2 separate regions of the Columba livia genome follow, and region 1 is linked to region 2. A link is a contact called in public Hi-C data. All regions are on one chromosome and are shown on one strand. Each heading gives the region's core, a stretch centred on a gene start, on an enhancer-like site or on the middle of the called end of the contact. The rest is flanking DNA. Distances are from core to core; before and after follow the strand shown. Region 1 holds the start of ADGRF5 (adhesion G protein-coupled receptor F5). Region 2 overlaps ADGRF5 (adhesion G protein-coupled receptor F5).

Evidence for each region. A called contact is a pair of places that touch in the nucleus more often than the background predicts.
Region 1: a contact with region 2 is called in a Hi-C map of liver, with 1.9 times the contacts expected there. The contact joins the promoter of ADGRF5 here to the enhancer-like site in region 2. A contact is called at or near these places in 2 of 2 Hi-C or Micro-C datasets (crop and liver).

The regions. Positions count from the first base shown.
Region 1 is chr3:7,048,036-7,054,854 of bColLiv1.pat.W.v2, reverse strand. It overlaps ADGRF5 (adhesion G protein-coupled receptor F5), which reads left to right and starts at 4,216. Exons shown (of 24, transcript XM_065055728.1): 1 at 4,216-4,636; 2 at 5,235-5,295.
Region 2 is chr3:7,008,992-7,016,456 of bColLiv1.pat.W.v2, reverse strand. ADGRF5 (adhesion G protein-coupled receptor F5) reads left to right here. Exons shown (of 24, transcript XM_065055728.1): 18 at 628-824; 19 at 1,684-1,863; 20 at 3,279-4,649; 21 at 5,600-5,641; 22 at 5,739-5,798. Among named protein-coding and RNA genes, the nearest start is that of MEP1A, 35 kb to the right of the region's middle. Within about 2 kb of position 3,441, at least 1 of the 3 cell types and tissues checked has an H3K27ac peak away from gene starts, as active enhancers do.

The DNA.
Region 1 (6,819 bases), core at 2,967-5,466, 38 kb before region 2:
GAAAGGGATGGGTGGGTTGCACTTTGTGGGTAGGGACTCATAAATCCCTGGAGGAATTACCTCATTTTCTGCTAGGGGAAATCCAACAATCGCATGAACACAAAGGCTACCAGTTACAGGCGTCTTCCACTTCCCCTATTGGTTTTCACAAGAGTTCAATGAGTTCTCCATCGTTCTGCAGAAGTTGCTACCTTGGCCTGGGTCTGTCCAGTGGTATTTCCTATCAGCTGTGAAGGCCCTTGGCTTCCTACTGTCGATACTGCTTTTAGCACACGAAGCTTTATATAACCCCAGGCAAAATGTGTCATTAAAACCACAGTCCACCAGAGCACCCAGATGCCTAATTTAATAATAAAAGGGCTCAAGCAAATCTAAAAGCTGAAAGAGTAGGTCTTATATTAGGGATGTCAAATAGTTGTATCTCTATCTAAGCGCAAAAATGAAGAAAAATGAGGCATCTAATGTAGGAAAGCAGCCAGCTGTGATGTGAATGTGTCAAGTATTAGTGAATAGCACGGAAATTTGGATGGATGGTTGATTGTTGAGATTATTAAAAATGTGGACCTTTGCTTTTAAATTCAATTTGTCCATCTTTAGCTTCCCACATTTGCTTTTTCTTTTCCTTTCTCTATAAGATTAAATAGCCATTTAGCGTTTTGTGACTTCTCAACACAATGATGACATTACACATTATTGTAGTCATCATTCTCCTATGAGGAAATTCATACAAGTGTGGCAATTAGCCTGAAAAAAAACCCCGTATTATAAACCCAAGACACTTAAACCTAAAATAAACCCACAAAGTTGGGCCATGGCAGTGTACAACTGAAGCTCTCCAAATACCCAGATTAATTGTAATCACTGCAACAAATTCCTGGTGTTTCTAGGAAAAAGTAATCTTCAGGAACCTTATTCATGCAGATGAATATTTTCAGTTGACCACTGGCTGCAGTGAGACAGTCCAGAGCACATCACTCCTTTTGATATGAAACCATCCAGCCTTTCAGCACTACTGTCAGTTCTAAATATATTACTCAAGTCAGATGTATAATGAGACATTTCATTACTTCCTTCCTTCTCAGCACATTAGAGCAAAGTGAATCAGGATTTGCTGCCCCTGATATGAGAAAAGGTTAATTCTTTGCTCTCTGCCTGCATCACCAGGACAACTGAAATATCCCTTTGCTGTCCCTGTGCACATCAGAGCATTGCAGCTCACTTGATGGTCATGACATTCCTTGATAACGGGACCTGATATATCCTCCTTCTAGTGACCTGTGGCATTTAACGATTTAGATTTGTTATAGTTGTACTGAGAGGCCCCCGCCAACTTCAGAGCCCCATAGTGCTCTGTGCTGTGCAAACTGAATAAGCTTTGCCATGCAAAGACAGAGCACAGGAGATAGATAGATAGATAGATAGATAGATAGATAGATAGATAGATAGATAGATAAAAGCTCTCCTGAGGCCCTGCAAGCCTTTCCTAACCTCTAAACCAGATTAAGTCAAACCTAGCCATACTTTGCATTTATTCATACCTACTCAAATATTAGAAGTTCAGGCTTTCCTCATTCCCTTCAAAATGTGTATGCCCAGCCTGAGCACCAGTCTGCATTTTGGCAAATTGAATTGTTGTTTGATGATGCTAAACCATGCATGTCAGCTCTTATCTTGAAGTCCAGAGAATCATTCAGTTTTGCATAATATAACGACACATTGATTGCAGCGAGGTCTTTCCACAAAGAGTGGTATTCATCTCACTTCACTGGAAATGCCAGCAATGTAGATATTGCTCCTGAGATGGTCTTTGACACTCCTGTTAGTCAACAGGCAGTATGGGCATTTCTGGTCCAAGTCGATTTTGATACTTTCTTCTAAGCTATTTTAGACATTTATTTAACTGTTCTCTAGAATACTAATTTCTCTCCATTTCCCAGATGTGACAGTAAAATCTGCCTCAGGCTTTCTTGAAGATTTCAAACTTATCTTGATGACGAACAGGAACAATTCGGAAACCTTGGAAACTAGTGTGGGGGTGGAAACCACCTTCCACCCAACACAAAACCCATCAGCAACACCAATAAAAGTCAGAAAAACAAGAATGAACAATAAACGTACCACAAGCACTTTCTATATACTTTAAAAAATAATCCCTTAGGTGCTCCACTTAAGAGAAATAATCATTCTGTCACTCTAATCAAAGAATCTCAGCAGCATTTTCTTTCCTAAATGTCCCAACTGTCATATTTTGCTCATCCCAGTCAGCAGAAGGAAATAAATTGGAATAAAAATTCCAGCTCCAGCCAGACAAAAAAAAATGAAACTGAAAAACCCACTGAAAGGAAGTTAGTGCTGTTAGATTTAGAGGTTGCTGTTAAATACAAGGAAATACAGATCACACTCATTAATTAAAAGAACATGAGGATGTGGTATACAGCTCTGTCTCTTTCCCTCTCTGTGCGAAAAAAGGTGTATGTCAGTGAGCACAAGAGTGAGGTGTATTCAGTAGTGAAATGTCCAAATGTCCCTTTTTGCTTTTATAGTATGAACTGGATCATGATAGAGTAACTAAAAAGTGATCCTGAGTAGAGATATCAAGCTACTTAAATAAATTCCTGATGTGTCCAGAAAGAAGGATGCTCTTAGGTGGGGATCTTGAACCCTATACACAATTTTCCATCTTAAGACATCCTCAGAAGAATGGTCCAGATACACCCTGTTCAGACCCTGAAATAGAGACACGAGCTGTTCTCAGCTACATCCAAAGTCAAGACGGAAAAGCTGATACCCTCACAAAGCAACACTTATAATAGGTGACATATACCCTGTGCCATCTCCTGGGTTGATGTAGGACCACAGTGCTGTAATGTGTTAGTTTGAAAGAAGATCAGAGGTGGTGCAAAGGCAGGAGAGACAAAAGCAAGGAGGCCACTATAGTGTCCATAACCATGACTGAGCCTTGGGGAGCCATCCCCACCTTCCTGGGGTGTGGTCCTTTGGTTAGGTCATGAAAACCATAGAATCATGGAACAGTTTGGGTTGGAAAGGACCCTCAAAGCTCATCCACTCCAACTCCTGCCATGAGCAGGGACATCTTCACCCAGATCAGGTTGCTCAGAGCCCCCTACAGCCTGGTATAGGATGTCTCCAGGGATGGGACATCCACCACCTCTCTGGGCAACCTGAGCCAGTGTTTCACCACCCTCAGTGTAAAAAATTTCTTCCTCATGTCTGGCCTGAATCTCCCCTCCTTTAGTTTAAAACCATCACCCCATGTCCTTTCACAACAGGCCCTGCTAAAACATCTGTCTCCATCTTTCTTATCGACCCCTTTTAAGTATGGAAAGGTCACGATAAGTTCTCCCTGGAACCTTCTCTTCTCCAGGCTGAACACCCCAACTCTCTCAGCCTGTCCTCCCAGCAGAGCTGTTCCAGCCTCAGATCATTTCTGCGGCTCTTCTGGCCCCTCTCCAACAGGTCCATGTGTGTCCTGTGCTGAGGGCTCCAGAGCTGCAAAACTGCAGGTGGGGTCTCACCACAGCGGAACAGAGGGGCAGAATCACCTCCCTCAACTTACTGGCCATGGTTCTTTTGATGCAGTCCAAAATACAATTGGCCTTCTGGGCTGCAAGTGCACATTGCCGGCTCACGTCCAATTCCCCCTCTGGGATGCCCAGAGTTAGGTAGCCGGACCCACACAGCACAGTTTGGGGGTTATTCCAGGGGTACCTGTCCTTCTGGATGAATGAACCTTTGGCACCTTGAAAAGGAGCCTTTGTGCCACAGCTTTATCACTGGGGTGTTGCTGAACAAGAGTTCCGTGTGGAAAGGCTCTCCTATATTAATTTGAAGAAGACTTCAGCACCTTTCAGCATGAAAGGCACCATGGTTGAAAGTCTGAGAAGCACCTGAACAATTTAGACTCCAGATCACTGTGCAGAGTGACAACTGAGGAGGCTCTTAGAACAGCTCACCCTAGAAAAACAAAGTAATTTATTTTACTTTCACACCCCTGATCACCAAAAAAGTGTTTTCCTCATCTTGAAGTTACACTCTCCAGCAACTCTGTGAGCACCCCCGCCCAAGCGTCCCTTGCATCCACTTCCCCCCTCAACGGCAGGAAATTGCTTAGAAAATATTTCTCAGGTTCCTTCCTGGCCAGAGGTCATCTCTGTGTTTCGGACCAGCAGGAATCACCGTGTTCTCTGACACAACAAACGGAGAAGGAAGATCAGCCCTGCCCATCCAGCACAGCGTTTTCAGGCTTATGTTTTTCAGCTGCAACTCCACCCCGTGCTGGTGGAGAAGGGATCGGTTCCCACTGATCGCAGGAAAGGGAGGTCACAGGGCTTGCTTGATTAAATCACCACAAGCCAAAAGGTTCTCTCCCTTACAGAGAATTGCTCACAGGCTGTTTAATTTGTTCCAGAAAGAAACGCAAAACAAAAAAACAAACAACCCCCCAAGCCCAACAACCAACAGCACACACGGAAAAGCAGGTGTGTCTGGAGCTCTTGGGAAAACAAAGGGCAGAGACTGAGGCAGGAGTTGACACTTGGATGGGAAGTTTCCTTCCCAGCACAGAAGGACAAGTTCGGAAAAGACTTGGACATGAGGATCACTTGTTGTCCTACAGGTATGGATGATGTGTGTGAAATGCAGCATCGGTCTCCTTGCGTGGTTGAACAGTTTGGGGCGGGTGAAGGTGGCTTGAAGGGATTTCCAGGGTCAGAATTGGACATTGCAGTGAAAGCTTTGCATGACCAGTAAACTTGCTGCAGGTTTCTGCTGGGAAAAATGCAATCAGCGCATGTTTCCTTTTCTGGTGATGCGTTGACGGGTTTCTGTAGGATGCTTTTGGCTTTTCAAGGTATGAATTAAACCATTCAAGTTTCTGGCGAAGTGCTACTGTTTGTTAGCTTGGCTAGAGAAGTTTAATAGAGGTTATGATTACTCTAGTTTAAACTCAGGGCTGCAGAGGTAAAGAGGGATGTGCATGGAAATACAGTACTAATCTGGACTGCATTTATTACCTCCTAAGGCATACTGCATAGTTTCCGGGAAAAAAACAATCAACGGCAGTAGCATTTGGATTTTTTCACTTAGTTTTATGCTTACGGCATCTGGGATTTGCAATGCAGATAGCAGGCATTGTATTTTTGTCAGCTGTATAAAACTATGGGCTTGTTTCTTTCAAGAGCAATCTCTTGCATTCCCCTTCATTATCGTATTAGGTGACGGTGACAGGGGAGAGAGTCTTGGGGCAAGCGTGGCTGCAGGCTGAGACGTTGCCAGGTACTGTCTTCAAGTGTCACATTTATCTTGTTTCCATTCTTTTCTAACTATGTTTTAAGCTGCTTGAATGAAAACCAGTTTTACAGTGTAATGCTGGAGTGCTGTTGTCCACTGCTCAGTGTCAGGGGGATGCGGGGATGCTTTCTGATGCTGTCACCTCCATTGGTGTCTGTAACCCAAAAAGTTCTGCTCCATCCAAACATCTCTGGTGCAGCAAACCTGCTGGTTGCTTAAAGGATCATGACTCGGAAAATAATACAGCTGTGGTGTGACCTTGTACAACCTTGTTTCTCTCTCTGCATCAGTAGGAAAGTGATGCTCGCCTACATGTATCAGAGGCTTTCAGATTTGGGGGAAAAAGGTATAAATGTTTGAAAGCTGTAACTTCTGCTTTCAGTGACATTTTTATGGGAGGCAATGAGCTTATAACAGGCAAGGAAACGGCAAGGGAAATGGCATTGAGAACTGGAAAGCCTGAGGCTCCATTTCACCTCACTCCATCACTTGCTCTTGCATGGCAAAAATGGCATTTCTCAACCCATAGATCTTCCTCTCACCCAGAAAATTCCTCATCCATTTCTGTCACTTTATCTGTCTTGTGATGTCTGGCAACATTGCATAACGAAGTGATATATAAGGAAATTTAGGGGCAAATCTTCAGCATCCACATGGAAGTGGCACTTGACTAAATTCAGCAATGGCTCAGCCGGCTCAGCAGGAACCTGTTGTATTTAGCATTTGTCATTATTTAACTTCCCTAGATTCCTCTGAGTTTGTCTCCGGTGATGCAGGTTTAAAAACCAAACAAACAGAACATGCGTAGGCTCTGGGAAGATATCTTTGTCCTGATCTCCTTGATTATTTTTATTTTTTTAACACCTCTTAGACAGGCTTAATAAAACAGTTTTCCGAAGTCTGAATTGGAGACGTGGGAAATTCCTCAAACTAGGCAGAGCTTCCTCTCATTGTTAAAACACAAAAGACCAGTGCAGCCTTTACTAGAGTTCCTTTTTTAACCCATTCATCTTGATCAAGAAAGCCTCCCTGCTGCTGCCACCGTTCATGGCTGAGATTTGAGGTTTTCCAGAAGGAACAAAACTTAGGATGTGAATTGCATCATCCATGAGGGCATCGTTCACTTTAGGGCTATATTTGCACATTGTGAATGAAATGTACTTGGACTTGAAAATGAAATGGTTCACTGCTGGAATTAATCTCAACCTTGGATAAGAATTGTGGGTTTTAAGATCAAATGGGATGAATCTACAATAAAATCAAACTCATTTCAGAAAAACATTTTGCAGTTTTCCATGAAACAAGCTCTTAGAATTGCCATCTCAAAGAGGGGTCCAACTGCCCTTCACGAGCTGATTCGCTGTAGCTGCAGGGTTATGCAGAGCTGATTTCTCAAATGATCTTGTGTGTTGCTCAGCATGCCTATAGGCAGTTACCACCCATCACTAATCTGATCCAGCACCTGCCGCCTGCGGTAACGAAGCAGCAGCTTGTTCCCCTTATCTGTGC
Region 2 (7,465 bases), core at 2,192-4,691:
TTATTCTAAATTGGAAAGAAAGAAATCTTGGACATCCCCATAATGCAGAAATGTTCTGTTTTTCCACAGTAGTGGTGCCTACTGTTGAATCGTAGTATCTGGTCAGATTTCACTCTCTTACACAATAAATATGCAAACACTTTATTCACTTGGATCAGCAGATACTTACTGATATGACTAACCAAATCAAAGTTAATTAGCAAGATTCACTCTTTGTTAAAAATGTGCTAAGGCATCGCTATCAAGGTCTTAATGAATCTCCTATTAGTGCTACAGCAGCACTGAGTTTCTTAGCAGAATAAACTGTGTGAATTACTGTTCACAGAGTCATCAATATAATCCCACTCCACACAAATCTAACCCTGTATTGGGTACTGGTTAGCTGATTTTTTTCAGTACTCAAAAACAAGGAGCTTTATTCAGTTTCCTTTTCAATGTCATGATTCTGAGAAATTGGGAATGCAAGATACATACACCCTGAAAGGTCATAATTAATGAAGAGAGCAAACTGAAATCCTAATTAGTTTAAAGCTCTCTGAACTTCAGGAGCCCAGAGGTTTGATGAGGGTAAATTATTCATCTATCTGCTTTTTAGTTTTCTACCTCTGTGTCTTTTTCTCAATACAGATATGGAAGTTTCCTGCTCAGATAGCTTTGGCATTGGAATAGAAGGAGCCACATTAATAAAGCCATGCCATGACTTAAATAATCCAGATGGTTTTACCAGAGGCAATAAAATTTACAAGTGCTCCAACAAATCATGGAAGATCGAAAGGAACAACTGCCTGTCTGCACCAATAAACAACCTGCTGACTGGTGCCGAGGTAACGTTCATGAGTTTTCTAGAGGCTGAGGGAGGAGGGGAGGAGAGAAGAAAACTTTTTGTTAAGTGTATTTTTTTTTGCTTAACAGAATCTAAAATATATGAAGCCTTAAAAAATCAAATATTTAATTAAATTTATCCTTTAAGATTATTTTAGGTCCCCTTCTCCAGCCCAAAGGGCACGTGACACTGCATGGCTACCGTCCATACACACAAAAGCTCGCTCCAGACAAGATCACCTTATTCATGGCATCCAGTGGAACAGCCGCTGGCCTGGGGTGTTCCCTGGACCATGCTCAGGCATTGCCTTGCGGAACGCTTGTTGCTACAGAGTACACTAACAACGAGGCAGTAGGGACAACCTACTCTTGACAGATAGGTGCTGGACCTTTGTTTTCAGCCTGGGTATCCTATCATAATGCTCTTCACTTCCACAAACCATCCAGAGTCACCCTTCTCTCAGTGAGGTTAGATGAGAACAATTACCTTTCTTTCATCAAGTACTTAATTATGTTTATTTTAGTAGATTAAGCACAGCAAGGTCCTAGGCAGAGGTACAGCTACTCAATTAGTAATTTTCTTAACTTGCTAGATGGGTCCTTCATATAGTTCAGGTCCAGGCCAACTATTTTCTCTCCTAGAATTTCCAGGACTAGTCTGTGAGTCAACACAGATGAGAGACCACTCTCAACAGGCAGTTTGGATATCCAGTTAGGGAGGGTCAGAGAGCTGAGCACTAACAGTGTGTCTAGAATGACCCTGGTTCTGTTTATTTTACTAGTACAGGGGAAGCCATTGTGAATGAGTACCAGGCTCCAGGCAATTGCACACATGTGATATACTGTTCTCCTCTGTTCCAGGCCTTGGTCAACAGTCCTGATGCAAAAGCAAACCTACCTACATACCTTGCAGAGCTTAAGGAAAAGACAAAGGAGGAGCAGAACACAATAAGTAGTTCTCCTGCAAACCTTGGTGCAATTGTTACCATCCTGAACATGGTCTCCTCTATCCCAGCAGAGGCAGAGGAGTTCACTATTCATGTAAGGTTTTATCTTCTGTCTTACCTATACTTATAAAACACTTTGCCCCCTTTTGTCACAGGAGATGACATTCTCCCTGAAGAATTTTCACAGTTAGGGTGAGGAACAGGAAAGTATTAAAGGAATTAGATGAAATGACAGTAAACATATGGAAGAGTTTATGAAAAGTCGAAGTGATGAAGACAAGGAGTCTATGCATGAAAGAGAGACTGCTCCATGCTTAGCAACTAGAAACCTGCCAGGGACCCATAAATGTCTCTAGCATTCTAAGTGAGAGGAAAGGACAAGGAATGATGGGTTAAAAACTGGATTTGAGCCAGCAATGTGCATTTGTAACTCAGAAACCAAACTGCATCCTGGGCTGCATTGAAAGAAATGTCAATAGAGGTGATTCTCTTGCTCTAATCCCCTCTCGTGGGACCCCACCCAGAGTCCTGCATCCAGCACAGGACAGACATGGACCTGTTGGAGAGGGGCCAGAGGAGACATAGAAATGAACAGAGGCTGGAACAGCTCTCCTATGGGGAAAGTCTGAGAGAGTTGGCGTTGTTCAGCCTGGAGAAGAGAAGGCTCCAGGGAGATCTTATTGCAGCCTTTCAATATTTAAAGGGGGCTTACAGGAAAGATGAAGAAAGACATTTTAGCAGGGTCTGTAGTGACAGGACAAGGGGTAACTGTTTTAAACTGCAAGACAGTAGATTTCCATTGGCTACAAGGAAGAAATTCTTCACCGTGACGGTGGTGAGACACTGGAACAGGCTACCCAGAGAAGTTGTGGATGCCCCATCATTGGAAGTGTTCAAGGCCAGGTTAGATGTCCTTGCACATGGCAGGGCTGTTGGACTAGATTATCTTCAAAGGTAAAAAGCTTTCATTGTTTCTATGATTAGGAGCAGAAATAGAAAAGAAACAAAACAAAACAAAACAAACACACTGAAATAATGATGGGCATCAAGCAAGGAAAATCGATTAGATGTTACAGAAAATGAATGGCAAAACATATCTTAGAAATACTTGGAAACACTGATTGTGAGGCACAGAGGAAGGGTGCTGCTCTTCCGAGCAGAAAAGTGCAAAGAGACATGATGGTTTGTAGCTGGAAAACCCTACAGAAGAGAGAGAAAAATCAAAGATAGCACAAGTGCAGAGAAAGAGGGGAAAGAAGGCTGGAGAAAAAAAAAAAATAGTAAATAATATGTAAAAAAAAAAGACTCACAGCTCCACTTTTGGAAACCTTAACTTGAAAACATAGCATGCAGAGGGTTAATAACTGAAGGTTTCACATGAATTGAGCAAAACAAAAAAATGCTGGACTTTTTCAAAAGGCAATTCTAGGACCACACAAAAATTACCATCAGAAACAACAATTTTTTGTATGGGATTTCAGTAACAGCATTATTCTCTTCTTGTTCCAGAATTTCCTCTCCACAGTGGACTTTATTGTTTCCGATTCCACAACTGAAGCTTGGGAAGACCTGAATAAAGAGGAGACACTCAAAAGTTCCTTGTTACTGCTTTCAGTAGAAAACTTCTCCCTGCACCTCCGAGCAGTTAATAATACCATTCCTTCTGTCTCCTCAAACAGCCTTCAGCTACAAGGTATGGTTGTCACAGAAAACAGCAACACAGATTATAATAAAAACTTCCGCAGTACAGAAAACCTCACAGCTAATGTGCTCATTGATGAAACTGAAATTCAGACTCTAACCCAAAATTCAACCATTGTCAGTGTGATGTACTCACGACTTGGACATATTTTGCCCCGGAATGAGCCTGACTACGTGAATGGCTTATTGCTAACAACAACTGTGAGCAGCAACAGAAGCCAGAAGTTTGATATTAATATGACCTTTGCAAAGAAAAACTCATCTCTGAAGATGCCCCAGTGTGTCTTTTGGAACTTCACGCTCAACAAATATAAAGGGGGCTGGGATACTCATGGCTGCACACCCACAGAGGTAGAAGATTATGTCATTTGCTCCTGCAATCACTTGACATCATTCTCCATTCTGATGTCACCTGATAAATCCTCCCAGGCGGTCTTCGAAGACTATATTACCTACATTGGCCTGGGCATTTCAATCTTGAGTTTGGCGGTTTGCATTATAATTGAATCCTTAGTCTGGAAATACGTGACAAACAACACAACCTCCTATATGCGCCATGTCTGTATACTCAACATAGCTATATCACTCCTGATAGCTGACGTTTGGTTCATTGTCACCGCCTCCATCAATAACCAAAACCAACAGATGAGCAGAGATGTCTGTCTTGTGACCACCTTCTTCATCCATTTTTTCTACCTGTGTGTCTTCTTCTGGATGCTCAGCCTGGGCCTCATGCTTTTCTACAGACTGGTCTTTATCTTACATGACACGAGCAAGACCACTCAGAAAGCAGTCGCATTCTGTCTGGGATATGGGTGTCCCTTTGTCATTGCAGTTGTCACCATCGCTGTCACACTGCCACGTAACAGTTACACCAGAAAGGATGTCTGCTGGCTAAACTGGAAGGACAGCAAAGCTCTCTTGGCCTTCGTCATACCTGCCCTGGTCATTGTGGCCATGAATTTGTTCATCACTGCAGTTGTTATAATAAAAATACTGAGGCCAACTATTGGGGATCGGTCAAGCAGACAGGAGAGGAAGTCTTTGTTTCAAATTGGCAAAAGTGTGGCCATCTTGACACCACTACTAGGCCTCACCTGGGGATTTGGCTTTGCCACCATCATCAAAAACAGCCATCAAGTTTTCCACATCCTCTTTGCTCTGCTCAATGCTTTGCAGGTGAGTTACACATACGTATGGCTTTGTTTCCTCTATGACCATTTAAAATGTAGTGACACCCTTGCAGTGCTATGCTTGGCGGGGAATAAAAACATCTTGTGAAGGTTCAGGTTTGCCTTGCACATCCTTATTCCCAAAGGGTTATTTGGGAAACCCATCCCAGGAATTCAGCAGTATTTTGTATTCTCAGATGTGTTAACAGATGTGCCTTATAGATAAAGGTGATATCAAGATAACTCCCAACTTTTCCAGTAGCTTTGGTAAGATCATCATTCCTGAAAATCAGGAAAATAGCCCTATTATGTTCAGGTGGGAAAGTTTCAGCATGTGTGGTCTCATTTACAGTGCATCTGGAGGCATCACACTATGCTCCTGTGGGTTCAAGTAATGATGGAGTATAAACAACGTGAACGTTACCAAGAACAGCTGGGTGGTACTAATAGTAAAGAGAAGAACTGAACAAATTACATGACTGAGAGTTTTCCATCAGCATGATTTTTACAACAATATATTTAGGTGGTCAATAGGATCCCAATACAATAAGTTTTCTTAAGGACACAATATTTATCTCTACTCCCTCTCGTAAGAGTGACCTCAAAAGTGTATGCTTCAGACCAAACTCATTTACCTTTTATATTGTGAACCTGCCAGTTTATCTGGGGAGCAGAGACAAGGCCTGTCTTCCATACACAAATGTGTCTTCTTCCAAATCTGTTTAGCACGAGCAAACTGCCTGTGTCACTTTTGTAGACCAGATATACACATGGTTTAAGCAGGCCAGGCCTGAAGAAGTCCTGCCACATCAGCAGTCCATTATGTCAGGCACAGATAGAAAAATGCCTTCTGTCAAAGAGTTCAGAGTTTCAATAATCAACACAGACATTGCTTGAGATAATTATGCAATTAAAAGGTTGGTGTCATCAAACTTCATGTAATTATCTGTCTCCTAGGGATTATTCATTTTGGTGTTTGGGACTCTCTGGGACAAGAAGGTAGGAATTCAAACTATTTCTTATATTCTGTGAAAACACTGTTGGAATTTGAAAACAATTGCTGTATTTATGGATTTTTACTTTTTTTAACAAACAGATACAAGAAGCCCTGCTGAAGAGGAATTCAATATCCAAATGGAGTTCTCAGCAAACAAAGGTTAGAACCTTGAGCTAAGAACGTACATCTGTTACTGCTGAACAGTCTAATATTCTCCAAGTGTCTTTTAAGTCAAATGCACTTTATATTATGAATTATTTATTTGAACTAGTCAGAGAAACTGAAGACACTAACAACAGAAGTATGAATATACTCCCTTTTTTGAAGGCCATTATTTCACTTACGATTGGTAAAAAATGAGAAAGAGGTTGATCGATATTTGCTCTAAATTCCACGTGAAATAAACCACAAAATGTAACTGAAACTTTATGTCAGAACACAGAAAATTTCGGGGGTGTTATTATTTATTCACAACCTAAGAGAAAAGCAAAGGGAGATTCTTTGGGAAAATGCCCTTCAGCTATGAGCAAGAAAGGACGGAGGAACTGCAACTTGAACTCATGAAACAAGGAGACAGGTCAGCCACCACTTTAGGCTGGTAGCAGAAAATGGGAAGAGGTTTAAATCTTTAGTCAAAATCATGCCTGTGTGTTGCAAAGATACATAGCCTCAAAGCAACTAAGGAGTCTATTAAGTATGAACTGTCATCTCAGAGGAGTAGCATTGGCTCAAATCCCTCCAGCTTCCACAAGAATCGCAGAGTTGCAGAAGTTGGAAAGTACCTCCAGAGATCATCTAGTACCACGCTCTCACTCAGACCATGGTCATCTAGAGCTCAGAGCCATGGCCAGTTGGGTTTTGAGTAGCTCTAGGGGTCAAGACTCCACTATCTCTCTGTGTAGCCTTTTCCTGTGTTTGACCACGCTCAAAATGAAAATGTTTCTTGAGTGGGATTTCTTCTATTTCTATTTATTCCCAAAGCTTCTTGTCCTTTCACTGAGCACAAATGAGAGAAGTCTGGCTCTGTCTTCATTCCCTCCACCTCTTGTCCTTTTACTGGGCACCAAGGAGAAATGGCTGGCTCTGCCTTTACTCCTTTAACTCCCAGCATGTCCTGGTGCATGAGGTTGTTTCTCCTTCGAGGCAGAAGGACTCCACATTTCCCTTTGCTGAACTTCATAAGAGTCCTGTCATCCCATTACTCCAGCCTGTTGAGGTGTCTCTGAATGACCTGGTCTATCAGTCATTCCTACAAGCTTTGTATCATTTGCCAACTTGGTGAGGGTCCACCTCTCCAATCTATATATCATTATCTATCTATATATCATGAACGAAAATGTTAAACCAGTATTGGACCCCATAGTGACCTCTCTGCATGTCCCCTCCAACAATGTGCTGAAGGCTTGGGAGGAGACAGCTTGTGATGTGGTGCTATTCTGACTGTGAGAAAAACTTCTTTTTCCCAGTAAACTGCAAGGAAGGCAGGAATAACTGATACAGTTAAATATTAAGCATCTCACTTTCTTTATTCCATCCTATACGGTCACATCCAGCAGAATAAAGCAGAGAGAATAAGTTGTTAAGTCTTGGACCTTAATTCTGAATTCCTTTTCAGACAAAATTTCCTGAGCAAAACACTTCCAACTCTAGTTCACACTGTGGAAGCTGCCCCAGGTGATGGGTATTGGTTTGTTTCTGTGTCAGTTCTGTAAATAAGGAATAAACAAAGCAAGATCAAAGTCTTTGATCAAACTTTTTAGGTGTGATTCTTTTACCTTCTTTCTCTGCCACCTTATGACACAGGTGACGTTGCACAAAACTGCCTA